Regions from separate parts of the Zea mays genome. Here region 2 is linked to region 1. The links are chromatin contacts, called in public Hi-C maps. All regions are on one chromosome and are shown on one strand. Each heading gives the region's core, a stretch centred on a gene start, on an enhancer-like site or on the middle of the called end of the contact. The rest is flanking DNA. Distances are from core to core; before and after follow the strand shown.

What was found. Hi-C and Micro-C count contacts between places; a contact is called where the count stands out from the background.
Region 2: a Hi-C map of leaf shows a contact between it and region 1, with 6 times the contacts expected there. The contact joins the promoter of LOC100191663 here to the promoter of LOC100272652 in region 1. A contact is called at or near these places in 4 of 25 Hi-C or Micro-C datasets (ear, leaf and tassel).

What each region holds. Positions count from the first base shown.
Region 1 is chr4:40,071,025-40,077,894 of Zm-B73-REFERENCE-NAM-5.0, forward strand. LOC100272652 reads right to left here and starts at 4,475. Exons shown (of 3, transcript NM_001147110.1): 1 at 4,158-4,475; 2 at 3,693-3,970; 3 at 2,034-3,281. The coding sequence starts at 4,329. The coding sequence ends at 2,592. LOC100501201 (Polyadenylate-binding protein-interacting protein 10) reads left to right here. Exons shown (of 10, transcript NM_001195986.1): 9 at 1-49; 10 at 141-524. The coding sequence ends at 201.
Region 2 is chr4:40,225,134-40,232,003 of Zm-B73-REFERENCE-NAM-5.0, forward strand. LOC100191663 reads right to left here and starts at 3,881. Exons shown (of 10, transcript NM_001137092.1): 1 at 3,840-3,881; 2 at 3,681-3,698; 3 at 3,121-3,540; 4 at 2,898-3,014; 5 at 2,638-2,778; 6 at 2,376-2,555; 7 at 1,477-1,681; 8 at 1,000-1,166; 9 at 828-913; 10 at 395-724. The coding sequence starts at 3,519. The coding sequence ends at 616.

The DNA of each region.
Region 1 (6,870 bases), core at 3,225-5,724:
CTGCTGCTCTCAACTGTAGCGGTGTGGTACTGGGATCCTTGCCAATAAGGTAAAACTCTGACTGATCTTCTTACGCTTTGCATTGAGTAAGGAGCTCTTCTGGGCGGTTGGACAACAGAGTCGTTCTCGTGTGTTTTCAGGGTGAGCCCGTCCAAGACGCCCGTGCGTCCCCGCGTCCCTCGCCACCTGATGTCGTACTAGGTATACATACATGAGGTGCTGACGATGCCACTGCTCATATATAAGTAATAGAGATAGACATGTATGAAAAGGGTCTTTTGTTTTTAAGTTGTGGGCTCGGCCTTTTTTTCTCTCTCCTTGATTCACCGTTGGTCGAGGCTGTTCTTTTTTTTACCTTGCACATAGAGGAGAGCTTCTTACTAAGAAGGAAGAATGAAGAAGGAAGCGCGTGGGGGTTTTTTTTTTTACCTTGATGCTTTTTTAACCTGTGTTCAGTTGATTGGCTGCGTCTGGTTGCTACTCAACAAACAAGAACACAAGCTAAAACTTGGTGATCGGAGACTACCTTTTGCTTGCTTCGATGCTATATTTCCTTAATCTTTTGTGGTGCATGCTGTTCTGTTCTTCCTATGTGTGGCGGCTGGTAGTTCGATGTTCTTGCGTCGTCGCCCAGCCCTACCAGTCTACCACGCTCCCGGCTGCCATGTTCTCGTGTCGCCATGCAGCCAGCCAGCCATCCCCCACAAAGCCAGTAAGCCATTGGCATTGCTTGCACACAACAGCTTGCTCCTCTTCCAAGCCAAAGCCAATAAGAAGCCATTGCATTGCACACCCACATGCCACAGAAACAGCATGCAGCAATCCTGCTTCTCTGAATTGCTTTGACTTCTCCTGGGCCTGGCCCTAGATATGTGTGTCGATTCTTCCTTGCAAGCATCAGCTCTCGTCTCTGCACATGCATGACCTATCTCTTGACGCTTGTCCAACAGCCTCATGCACGCTTCTGCTTGCTGCTTCCGTGACTGGCGGTGCCGATCAACGATTTCCGACCAGCAACAACGCACAAATCTTCATCCACATGCGGACATGCGACGCTATGTATATATATATATATACACAAACACAGATCCATGTCACGTACAAGACCGATCACCACCACCAGCAGCTGCTACGTTAATTGTGTCCATGGGGAGCTGCGCATCCAAGTCCTGCGACTGGTGCCGCTGGATGACGAGGAAGGCGCAGGCGACCTTGACGAGGCGGGGGCAGCGCACGGCGGCGGTGCACCCCTGGACGCCGCCCGAGGTGCCGCCGGCCGGTCAGCGGGTCACCGTGCGCATGCGGGCCAGCGAGTTCCGCGCGCTGACCGCCGCCGCCGTCCGCAGGGACGCAGCAGGCGACGTCGCCGCCCGCCTCATCCTCGACGGGTGCGCCGCCGGCCGCTGGGCGTGGTCGCCGGCGCCGGAGTAGTTCGTGAGAACCTACCTGCTGTGCGTGCGCGCGCGAGTGCAGAGCTGCTGTCTGTAATTCGTGATGGAAATCAAATGAACTGTATATATACTACTTACGTACGGCCGCCGCGCGCGTACATCATGGCATGTCATGCATACGAGTTGAAACGTTGTCCATCCGTCCATGGCCGCAGCTCGTCGGCGTCGCTGTCAGCGACATGAATAGGTGCATACTGTTCCACGACGGTCGACGGCCGGCCGGGCGCGTGTGGAATGGAGATACGGATGCGACCTGTTTCATAAAGCCTGGCGACTTTTCGGCACGCCAGGCGATCGGACGACGACCATCGATCCATCCATCGGTGCTGCCACCGGCCCACCGTCGTCCGCTCGTCGACCATCGATCCAGCATATATTAATATTATTACTGCCGAGTACGGTGTAGTCCAAGGTACACGGATGGATGCCGTTGTCAGCCAAAAGGGGGCCACCACCCAAAAAATCACGTGGAAGCGAAGGAAAAGAGCCGAATTTGAAAGGAAAATAGGGCAATTTCGCATGCTCCATGCAAAATAAAAATAAAACCCGGCCCAAACCGGTTTGTGTAGGTGAGAAAGTGTTGGTTCAAAATACGTTAGATTATATGATCTAGATATATTGCAATCACAAACAAACATGCCCTTATCAACAAGCAAATCAAGCAATAAAAGGCCCGATTCAGTGGATCGGCCCATAAAAAAAGAAAGACCGATTGTCACCTCCTAAGCAAGTTTTTATGTGCCTAGAAAGAAAGAAGAAACTTGCTCCTACTCCTATGGTCCCTATGGTCCGAGGATGTCAAACAAGCATATCGCATTACTGGTTCTATATATATATAGTACTCTCTCTCCGTTCTTTTTTATTTATCGTGTTTTAGTTTTAAAATAAACTAGGGTTGTTTGTTAATGAAGTTGAAGAACCGATTGTCATCGAGGATATATATGGTTCAATCAATCTGACCCAAGTTCACCGGAGCTTTGTGTGTGGGACCCGCAAGCGAGATGGACGGCGGAGATAGGTTGTGTGGCCAGCCACTGAGCCACACACACACATGCGGCAGTGCTTTCCCGATCCCTAATTCCCTACGACGTACGTACGTACATAAGTAAGGCGATCGACGACGAACGGCCGGGCGTCTGTCTAAAGCGACACATGGCCCAGCCGCTCCGTCGACGACGATCGCGTGAAGCTCCACAGGTCGTCGTCGCCGCCGCCGAGCAGCCTGTTGGCGGCAGCGGAGTAGAAGCAGGCGAGGCCGCCGCCGTCCGCGCTGGCGTCGAAGCAGCTGCCGAGCTGGTCCGCGGCGGGTGCCTGCCCGTTGAGGTGCAACGCCACCATCCGGTCCATCATGACCCAGTCCGTGATCCCGTTCCCGGCGCGGTGGAGGCCGTCGAGGGCCCCGGCGGCGGTGGCGTCGCCTGCAGAGACGGCGTGCGGCGTCGTCAGCGCCTCCGCCGCCGCCGGGCTCTCGAGCGGGGGCAGCTTCATGAACCCGTGCCCGCCCAGCACGGTCTCGATGGGCCGGATGTACCTGGACGCCGCCCGCGCAGCCGCCGGCGGCGGCAGCGGCAGCAGCTCGTGCTCCTGTTTGCAGGACCGCCTGCCCAGCATATGGTCCAGCGTGTCGTCGTTGGAGGAGTACTGCAGGCCGCAGCCGTGGCGTTGGTGCGCCGCCGTCTTGGCCTCGCCGTGCCCGTGTTCGGTTTTACTGCCGCGCTTGCTGCGGCATCTGCCTGACGACTCTTTGTGGTGGTGCTTCTTCTGGAACACCCTGCACACCACCCAGCCGTCCTCCTGCCCGCCGTCGGACGACGCGGCAGCAGCGGCTACCTGTCCAACACGACATCGCCAGCGGTGTTAATTGTATTTGTTGCTACCTTTTTAAGGCACATGAAGCTAGCACATGGCAAAGTTCAATAATTAGTACTGCCTCCGTCCCTCCTACTGCTCTCCTCATCGATCAATCAATCAAACAAGAGGGTTTTTCTTCATCTCACGTCTGGAGCTGGATCAAATCAAGGCGGGCAGCCGTACGTACTCGTATGATTGCACCACCGCCTCCGATCCATGGTTCCATCCACACACATATAATTGTTTATTAATGGTGGCGTACGTGAATTGTTGCAGAGATTAGTAACGACACAGACAATTATATTATCTACCACTACCAGGGGAACTGGGGATGGAAGATCTGATCTGATCGAGCCGGAGGATGCATGCATGCAGTGCAGGCATGCTTACCGTGGCGGCGACGGCGGCGGCGTCAGGGTCGTCCAGGCGATACTCGTGCATGATCCAGTCGGACTTGTGGCCGTGCGGCGCGCGGCCCCGGTAGAAGACGAGCGTCTTGCGCATGCCCATGCGCCTGACGGCGCTGTAGATGGCCTTGTCGCGGCCGGTGGCCTTCCAGAAGCCGGCGGCCGTAGCGCGGTTGGTGCGCGTCCCCGTCGGGTACTTCTTGTCCTTGTGGCTGAAGAAGTACCAGTCGTTCTGGGGACCCGACCCGATCTTGCATCTCTCTGCATGCACGCAGAATCGATAACTAACCCCGATGATCAGCGCCATGGACGTACGATGATCAGCTCACGTTCATGCTCGTGTGACATGACCATCAGGTCACCAGCTCCGATCCGATCCTATGATCACGAGCTGATGCTTTGCTCGGACCTCGGAGATGGAAGGTATATGGTGGTAAGTATACCGTACCTTGGATGTCCCATGGCTCGAGCTTGTTGAGGTCGACGTCGCGGATGACATCGAGGTCGATCTGCTGGGAGGCCACCTTCTTGCGGAGGTAGTAGTTGAGCAGCTCCTCCTCCGTGGGGTGGAACCGGAACCCCGGCGGCACGCACGACTGCCCGTTCACCGAGATGCTCATTGATGATACGATCTTCAATTCCTTCTTAGCTTGCTTGCTTTCTTCCTTTTTTCTAGTTAGCAGCTAGTGCCAGACCTCTAGCTAGTTAGCAGGATGATCGATCGAGGACGAGAGGAAGAAGATGGGAAGGCCAGAGGAGGAAGACGATGATGAGGAATGAGAAGGGAATTGCTGGTGGCAGACTGGCAGGGGAGGAAAGGCGCGCGCTTATATATAGTACGTCATGGTGGGGGTTGGGGGGGGGGGGGGGGTATTTTTTGCTACCCAATAGGCATTTTGGCAGCAGACGGATCGGGCTTGTCCATGGATCCATCTATGAATCATATTGCCATCATTTCATTTCCAGCGGTCGTCAGCCAGTGCATGCACTGCAGCAGCTAGCCCAGAGCTGCGAGCGGCAGGGTTGGTTTTGCCACCCACTCCTGACAGAGACAGAAAGAGGAAAGGTGGCTGCATGCATGCATCCTTGCTGGTACGAGCAGTGATAGCGGTAGAATTAAGAGAGAGAAAGGGAGAGGACATGCCAAGGTAGAGGTATCAACGGGTAATTCTTGGGACACCCCGTACCCATCTATATGAAGTTATATCCATCCCCATATATATACTCATCATGGATATAAGAATTGTCCATACCTATCCTCATTCGGGTATCAGGTCCCAATAAATCCACATCCTCAACAAGAAATACATGATCAAGTTATATTTTATATGACATTAACAACCATAATACAACCAACAATAATATATCACGAATAAATCTGACATTTAATAAGAAAAAACATTGTTTAGCCATTCAGAACAAGCAAAAACAAAGTTTAGATAGGTGCTTAAAGGGGTTATTGGAAGAGGCAGAGTTAGATGTTGGGCTTATTGACTTTTGGGTTGCACACCTAATTTTACTGATGAATTTTCCATTCCCATACTCACATACCCATCCATTGTGGGGAAGAATTTCACCCAAATCTTTATTAAAATCTTTCTATATATACCCTAACCCTAACCCTAATAAAATGAATTCTATATAGATTAACGGGTATCGGGTCCCATTGACACCTCTAAAACAAAAGGGTTTCGTTCTTTCCTACCTTCCTCCTCCACTCCCATGCATGTGCACTATATTGTCGACACGACATATATAGGTATGAATATATGTAGAGTGATTATATCGGTACATGAACATGCATGCATATACTATATGATTGGTTGTCCGCACCGTCTCGCTCGCCAGCTGGCCTCTTGACCTCACATTCCACTCAAAACTCGCATACGTACGCTCGCACCACGGAGGGCGGCAACAAGGGCGAGCATACGTGTGTGGATGCATTGCATTACTCCACTCGTGGGTTCAACTTGTGATGAACTTATATATAGCCTAAGCCAAGAAAAAATGGCAATGTATAGCATGATACGCAATACTGAGTCATCATATATAGTACCGTACCCATTGCCATGCATGCATCGTGTCGTACGTGTCGTCGCGTCATGTGCAGGGCCGTGCCTGAGGTAGGACGGGAGGGGCGGCCGACCTGGGCCCCCATCTTCCAGGGGCCCCACCGCACACAAAGTCCAATAAGAATATATGATAGAAACAGATATTATTTACTATACCAATATATTTTTGAGTTTGTTATGAGAATGGATTGCTATCACAATATATTTGTTGCTTATCGGATATTATTTACTATACCAATAACGGTGGCATCAGCTGAAAGGAGCTTCTCAAAGCTTAAGTTATTGAAGAATTATTTAAGGTCTGCAATGTCTCAAGAAAGGTTAGACGGGCTAGCAACTTTATGTATTGAGAAGAAATTATTAGATGATGTCAATATTGAAGCCATCATTGATGATTTTGCATCTAGAAATGTTAGAAAACATTTTTAAATTGATCTCTAAAATATATTTAAGGTAATAATCTTACTTATATTTTTTACTGCTCAAGTCTTTTTGTGGTACATCAAGTATAATTAGTTGATACTCCCTCCGTTTCTTTTTAGTTGTCACTGGATAGTTCAATTTTGTACTATCCAACGACAACTAAAACGAAACGGAGGGAGTATATATAATAGTAAAAAATAGTTTTTATGGTGTTGGGGCCTATGTTTATAATCTTGTCCCGGGCCCCTCAAAAGTCAGGAACGGCCCTGGTCATGTGTGTCCGAGAAAACATGAACAAGACTAGGTAGCGATCGAGACGGAGAGAGACACGGCCGGCCGGGCAGTACTCGTGTGTGTGTGTATATATATATATATATATATATATATATATATATATATATATATATATATATATATATATATATATATATATATATATATATATATATATATATATATGTCGGCGTTTCGAGACAGGGGGGTCCCAAAGCCGACGAGTGAGTGTGCTGCGTGCCCCAGCCCAGATAGGTCGAGCGCGTGGGCGAGCGCGAAGGGGGGAGAGGCGAGGTGGCCGGAGTCGAGCGTGAGAGAGGTGGAAGTCCCGCGGCCTTCGTGTTCGTCCCGCGCCCAGGTCGGGTGCGCTTGCAGTAGGGGGGTTACAAGCGT
Region 2 (6,870 bases), core at 2,631-5,130, 150 kb after region 1:
GGCACTTGTTTCGTGAAAGAGTGAAATGATGCCAACAATGCTCGGTCCACAGAATCCAAGTGGTATTTCTATTGTACTCGTAGAATTTGCTCAAAAGAATTAGTAGCATTTTTAGAGAGAGAGAGAGAGAGAGAGAGAGAGAGAGAGAGAGAGAAAAGTTTGAAAGCTGGCCCTGTGTCGTCCATGCACCACTTTTGGCTCCAGTTTGTTCTAATCTTCAGTCTACAAGAGGCCATTTTCAGTTTTCAGAAACAAGCCGCTAGCTTCAGCTCTAGCGTCAGTTACACCAAGATGAACGACAATTGCTAAGGTCGGGACAGATTATCTCCTGTGAAATAGAATACAGCAAAATTACCATTCTAAGCCAACAAAGCTTCAGAGTCCGCATGAACTTCCTTCATCAGTTCACTACTACAGGTGCCATAAGGCAGAAAGCAATACAAGTCCATCACAGTTTCAAGTCACATGCACTGCATGATAAAAATAAGTAAACAGATGGTACAAGCATCGTGCCATCGCAGATCTTATACTGGGACAAGAACACAGGCTCCTATCTCGTCTCATAAGTTAAACGCTTCATACCACATGATGGGAGTAGAGCCCATAAGGGAAAAGCTAGTAAGGGCGATATCGCCGGCTGTGCCCTTCGCCACCTCTGCCACTGTCTCTTCGGTCACTACCCCTCCGCGGTGGGGGCGGAGGCGGCATTCCACCAGGTTGTTGCCTGTCGACAGAAGAATATGCTGTCACAAACTGCAGATATGTGCTCAGGCAGACATTGAGCTTCAGGCAGAATATGCTGTCACAAACTGCAGGAATGGTCTTACAGGACATAGCCAAGGCGGCCATCAGGAAGCACCATCGGCACCATCCTCATTCCTGCCGGTGCTGGTCCTCTGCCATATATCATTGGCTGCCAAAAGTATTATGTTAATAAAGCAAAATAACACAATGCAGTATTGCATACATGTGATTGTCTGAATGGTTAGGTTGGATCACCTGGTTGTATGCAGGACCGCCGCCACCATAAGCACCATATGGATCTCCCATGTAGCCACCACCACCATAGGGAGGAAGGGGATAATTAGGGCCTCCTCCAGGCCTGTGTGAATGATCAGGTTTCTTATCTGCCAATGGTTTGGCCATGGACACTTCCAGTACTTGACCTGCATCAAGTAAGCCCAAAGGTTACATCTAATATGGATCTATTCATGACAAAGCAGTTCTAGCAACTAAAACTCCTTTTATACCAATAAATGTCACTCAAGATCTAAATAAAATAATCAATTGTACTGCAAGGCGAGAGAGAGATGCCCAAGTAATCAGTATCGGCACCAATAGAAACTGATGTGATTTTTATGTGATTCAACTACGGATAATTTCTGATAATTTTGTTCAAAAACAAATTCTGATTGTGCTGCTACTGTGGCTCTGAATTTCACAGGAAACTGGATGATAGCAGGTAGAGAAGTTTACCATCGATTTCATATTTTTCACTTCCTTTAACTGCCTTCAATGCACTTGATCTTTCTGCAAAGTGAACAAAGCCAAAGTCTCTCTTATGACCAGCCTTGGCAGGAGGCAGAACGATTTTTGTGACCTCTCCATGTTTGTCAAACAGGTCCTTTATCTTCTCTTTAGAAACATTTTCAGGTAGGTTCTTCACATATATAGTCTTCACCTGAGTAATTGTAGCAAATATTCAAATCCTCAGTCAACAGAGAAGGGCAATTTCTGCATACAAAAATTTAGAAGCAAAGATTGCTCTAAAGAAACAGGATACTCATCTAATGAGTATACAGCTAGCACATGTTGAAATAATGACAAGTCAATTAATGTATATTACCAAGTAAGTCTAACAATCAACAAAAGTATTTTGCATAGCCAATCCCCAAGAATCCACATTACACACACAGCAGTTCAAAGATAAGCTGACTAGTTCACCGAGGCAGAACATGCCATCATACCAATTTATAGCTATCAATCTAGGAGAAGATTAGGCATTAGAAACATGCCCACATAGCACTCAGTTCTTCATACAACACCATAAACTCAGGCCTGATTTAGAAAAGGCACTAAACCTTTTACCAAAATATCAAAGTGCAAAATGACTAATCAGCAAATACAACTATTAAGCCCCAAATATTTAATACTTCTTTTGTTTTTTTCATTTTTCAGTGGCCACATCCTGTTCCTAACAGATTATGACAGAAGAAAAAGGCAAACAGGGATTCATTTACATCAAATTGCCAATTCATCTAGGACGGTAGGAAACAGACTTGCACAAGCCTATCATTGCAAAACCAAAAGGCCTAAAAATTGAAATATAACAATACAATAGAATTTGAATTTGAATTTTTAGCCCAAATGTCTACCTGAGCAGCTGCAGATGAAGCATCTGTTGAACCCTTAGGTTCAGCCCAACTAACAGTCAACTGGCTCCCATCAACCTTGAAGTTTGGAGATGAAAGTTTCTGCCTGGCATAGTCTGCGCAGGCATGGTTGTAATACTCAACAAAGAGGAAGCCACGGTTACGGTTTGGGTCATGCTGATCCTGTGCAAACAGCATCTCAATATTAGTGAATCTGGAACTTGTGGTGTACAAACGAAAACAAGCACGAAACCACAAAGCACACCTTAAACATCTCAATGTTGATAACACCTGGACCCTTCCCCTTGATAGTGTTGGTAAGCTCCTCCTCGCTCAGCCCCTTGGGCACATTCCCAACAAACAGCCTGTGCTTTGCCTGCGACAGAGAGCACCGCAAAGTCCTCCCCTACAGCACCAAAAACCATCGGATATAAGCACATTGCGCAGAACACATGACAGAATGTGGAAACCCAGTGTTAGGTAGAACAATCAGCAGCTCAGAAGGTCGCCAAAATTAGTAGCTACCTTGAACTCCCTGTCTTGCACATCCTCGATGGCGCGCTGCGCAGCCTCCTTGTCCATGAAGGTGACAAAGGCGAACCCCTTGTTCTCCTTTGTGTCCTTATCCTTGGTCAACCTCACCTGCCATTCCATTGACCCCCACAGAGACCCACATTACAACCCTCATGCATGTAACAAGCTGATGGTAAGAGGAAACGGCAGGGTTCGTGTGTCGCGTGAAACTGACCTCATATATTTCTCCCAACGGCTCGCACAGCTCACGGAGGTCCTCCTCCGTGATGTCGCGGGGCAGGCCACCAATGAAGACCTCAGAGCCATGGGGCGGCAGGGCGAGCATGTCATCCCACTTGCTCCTCTCCTCCTCGTCCTCGGGCCCGCCACCGGCGACGTCGGGCCCCTTGCCCGTGTCATCCCCGCCTTTACTTCCGGCCGGCTCCGGCTCCATCCCGGCGTCGTCGTCGGCGTCGCCGTGGCGCTCGTCATTGTCGTCATCCTCCTCGGGCTCCTCCGAGTCGTCCCGGCTTCCGCGGCGACGGTACCCGGCGTCGTCGTCGTCCATGCCGTCGTCGTCCCCCTCCAGGTCCACCTGCTCCTCCGGCTCCTCCGACGGCTGCCGATCCGACATCGCCGACAGCAAACCCTAACCCTAGACCAGGCAAAGAGGTCAAAAAAATCATCACAAAAAAAATACACAGGGGAACTCGCGTCGGGCGGACGGAATCGCGCGGGCGCGCTGCGGATCTGGGAGAGGGGGTCGGGAAACCGGGGCTCGTGTTCGCTCGTTACCTTTGCGCCGGAAAAAACCTACGCGCGGCATGATTGATCGATTGAAACAGGAGCAAGCAGTAGTAGTATAGAGATTAGTAGCAGTGGAGCAATTCGATTCAGTCGCAGCAGCAGAAGGAATTGGAGGAGGGAGATCGAGGGGGGAGGCGGGGTGCTTACTGGAGTGTGGAGGTGGTGTGGGTTGGGGAATTTGGCTTTTGGGGGCCGCCTCCGCCAGCAGGTGAGAGACTCAGCAGGGCTGTCCGCCAGCCTCGCGGGGAGCCTTTATAGCGGCCGGTAGGGCGTCCCTGTCGGCACCGCTGCTCGTTGCTCCGTCTTCAGATCCAACGGTAGGGAAGGATGCAAGGGATGCCCTGCCGTACAGTAACATCAACTTTGTGTTTGATGCGCTACATAAACATGACAAGCAATTGTTTGTTGAACCTTTTGTCATCTGTTTTTGTTCCTCGAGATAGGAATATGATATGTATGATTGTGTTTTCGTGATTACGTATTCTGCTGTCTTGTGTTTTTAGTCTACCAAGCATACATTGAAAAACTATCAAACATCATTTAATTCATGTTTCTAATTGATCGTTTCTTCAAAATTTCATATCTGGGATTTATTTTATAATGACTATAACATCTATAATATAAGATAATATTAAGAGCATCTTTTAAAGCATCCAATTTTTAAGAATCTATAGTAGTTTCAAATATACCAATTTATGTCCTAATTTATAGAAACCGGATTTTCAATTTCTTAAAAACCAACTCCCTCGATAAAATCAGCTTTTGTTTCTTTAGTTACATCATGCCCTTATTGGTTTTATGGAACTTACATCTATTGACATCGCTTTTTAAAATAGAGGAATAGTATGCTAATAATTATGGATCAAAAACAATTAGAAACACGGTTTCAAACACCCTACACAACTTTTTTTTTCTTAAACTGGTTTCTGAAAACTCACGATAGAAAGTGTTTTTTAATAACATGCTTCCAAACAAGGCCTACACAATAGTTACAGTCTTTTTATTAAAGACAACAATAAGTTATTGCTGGTGTGTCAATGATTGATTTATGAGTCGATGATAATGGCAATTTTCATCGATGATCCTAGACATACATTTATATTTAGTCTAGGTTAGACAATAAGCTAATCAAGATTTAGTTAATAGTTTGATTAGTCACAGCACCGCTTGATTTAGATTTTAATAAAAAATATTTTTCCAATCAAAACAGCATAAACAATTTGGTAATCAAAATCTTTTGGCATCTTGCCGTATCTGGCCGTCAGAGTCAACTTGTGGCAGTGAAAAGTTAGTTTTTTCATCCGTTTTTTAAAACCTTAAGGGCTAGTTTGGAAACCTCATTTCTCACGGGATTTTCATTTTTTCAAGAAAAATTAGTTTTTCTTTGGGAAAACGTAGTTCCCAAACTAGCCCTAAAAACTGCTTAAATCAATGTGAATCCAGAATCTAACGAGTCGTCGCAATGATGGAAATCCACAGCTTCCTAAACCTAAACCATGGAGACCTCTTCCTCCTCATCTTCATCGCGCGTAAGTCCCGGCGATATCCAGATTCTCATAATAGCTAAATTATCCAGGAACCCAAATTCTCATAAAAGAGCTATCCCAAACAAGCCCTAAGTCAATAACGTTGACTTCCCATCAGCTCTTGCCTTAATTTTTATAGTTGCTATTACCCGAAACCACAATCATGGAAATGTTTGCTCGCTTATCAGAGCAGAGTTTTGTTCCCGAGTCAGTCTCTTGGTCAAGCTCAAGAGGTACGATGCTAACGTGTATATTTTAAATCTAGGACATCTATTTTGCATCTAATGGTAGGAGCTAATTTTACAAAGAATCACTCCTGGCCTGCGAGAGAGGTGAAGGTGATATTTATAAAATTGGTGTTGTCGTTAGAAACAAAATGACCCATGTTTAAATATACACATGAGTATTGTACCCCATTAAACACTAGATACGTTCACAACATTTAGAGTCCACCCTAGTATCTATGCATTCAAACCTTTTTTAGCAGAGAGTTTTGTAGAGCTGGTTATCTATTCCTTTAGAAAATCTATCTCCAGTAGCTTATCTATTGTTATATACATATGTAAACTTCAATAAACGAACAGATATCCATATTTAAACTTTAATATACGAACAATACAAATCTACAATACAAAATATTGTAAAATAGTGTTTTGCAGACGGTCTTATATCTAGATTAGATAGAGTTCTAGTGCGCGCCCCCCGCGGCGAGGGCCTGGGCTGTGTCGGAGAGGCCCCTTTGACCCCTTCGTGTTGTTGAGGTAAACTGCAGCATGACCGCGTGATGCATCTGCCGCAGCGTGGAGGAGCCATGTGAAGCTCAATTTTTCAGCTCCCTCGACGCAAAATATAGTTTTAGTCAGCGAGATCTTTGGTCGGGTATACCTGTTAAAAACCTCTTGCTACCGAGTGTAGTCCAAGGGCTCCTTAACTGAATAATAGTATAACACAAGGAGACAAGAGTATAGAGAAGGACTGACTCTTTATTACTGCATAGTGCTGCTGTCCAAGGTTACATGATATGTGGATCTCCTCTCTATTTATTGACATAAACTAGGGTTTCAGGCATATGGGCCACATGGGTCTTCCTAGCCCAAGAAGGGTTTCTTAACACTCCCCCTTGGTCTAATGCCACGAGATGCATATGTCCCAAAACCGCATAAAATCCATTAGGAAAAATTGGAGAAAGAGTATATAGCTTACGCTTGTTGTGTCGCACAAATTGTCTCATCAAAAATCTTAGTGAGAAACTTTCATGAAAACCCACATAAGGGAAAAATAGTACAATTCACCCAATATAATAATTTAATCTTCTATATTATTTGGGTACTTAAAATTTACGTTTAAGATTTATTTGGGTGTGTGCGAAGTTTCTCCCCCTGAGATATGCAATTATCTAAGTCTCATCATTCCAAGTCCTCGGACGCATCTTTTAAAGGATGACGTGGGGAGTGACTTTGTGAACATATCTACGAGATTTTCACATGACTTAGTGTGCAATATTTTAATCTCATTCATCTTATGTAGCTCATGTGCATAGAAAAAATTGGGGTTTATACGCTTTGTAAGATTGCTTTTCACATAGCCCCTTTAAACTTGTGCGACACAAGCTGCATTATCTTCATAAATGATTGTGGGTTGTTTGCTCAATA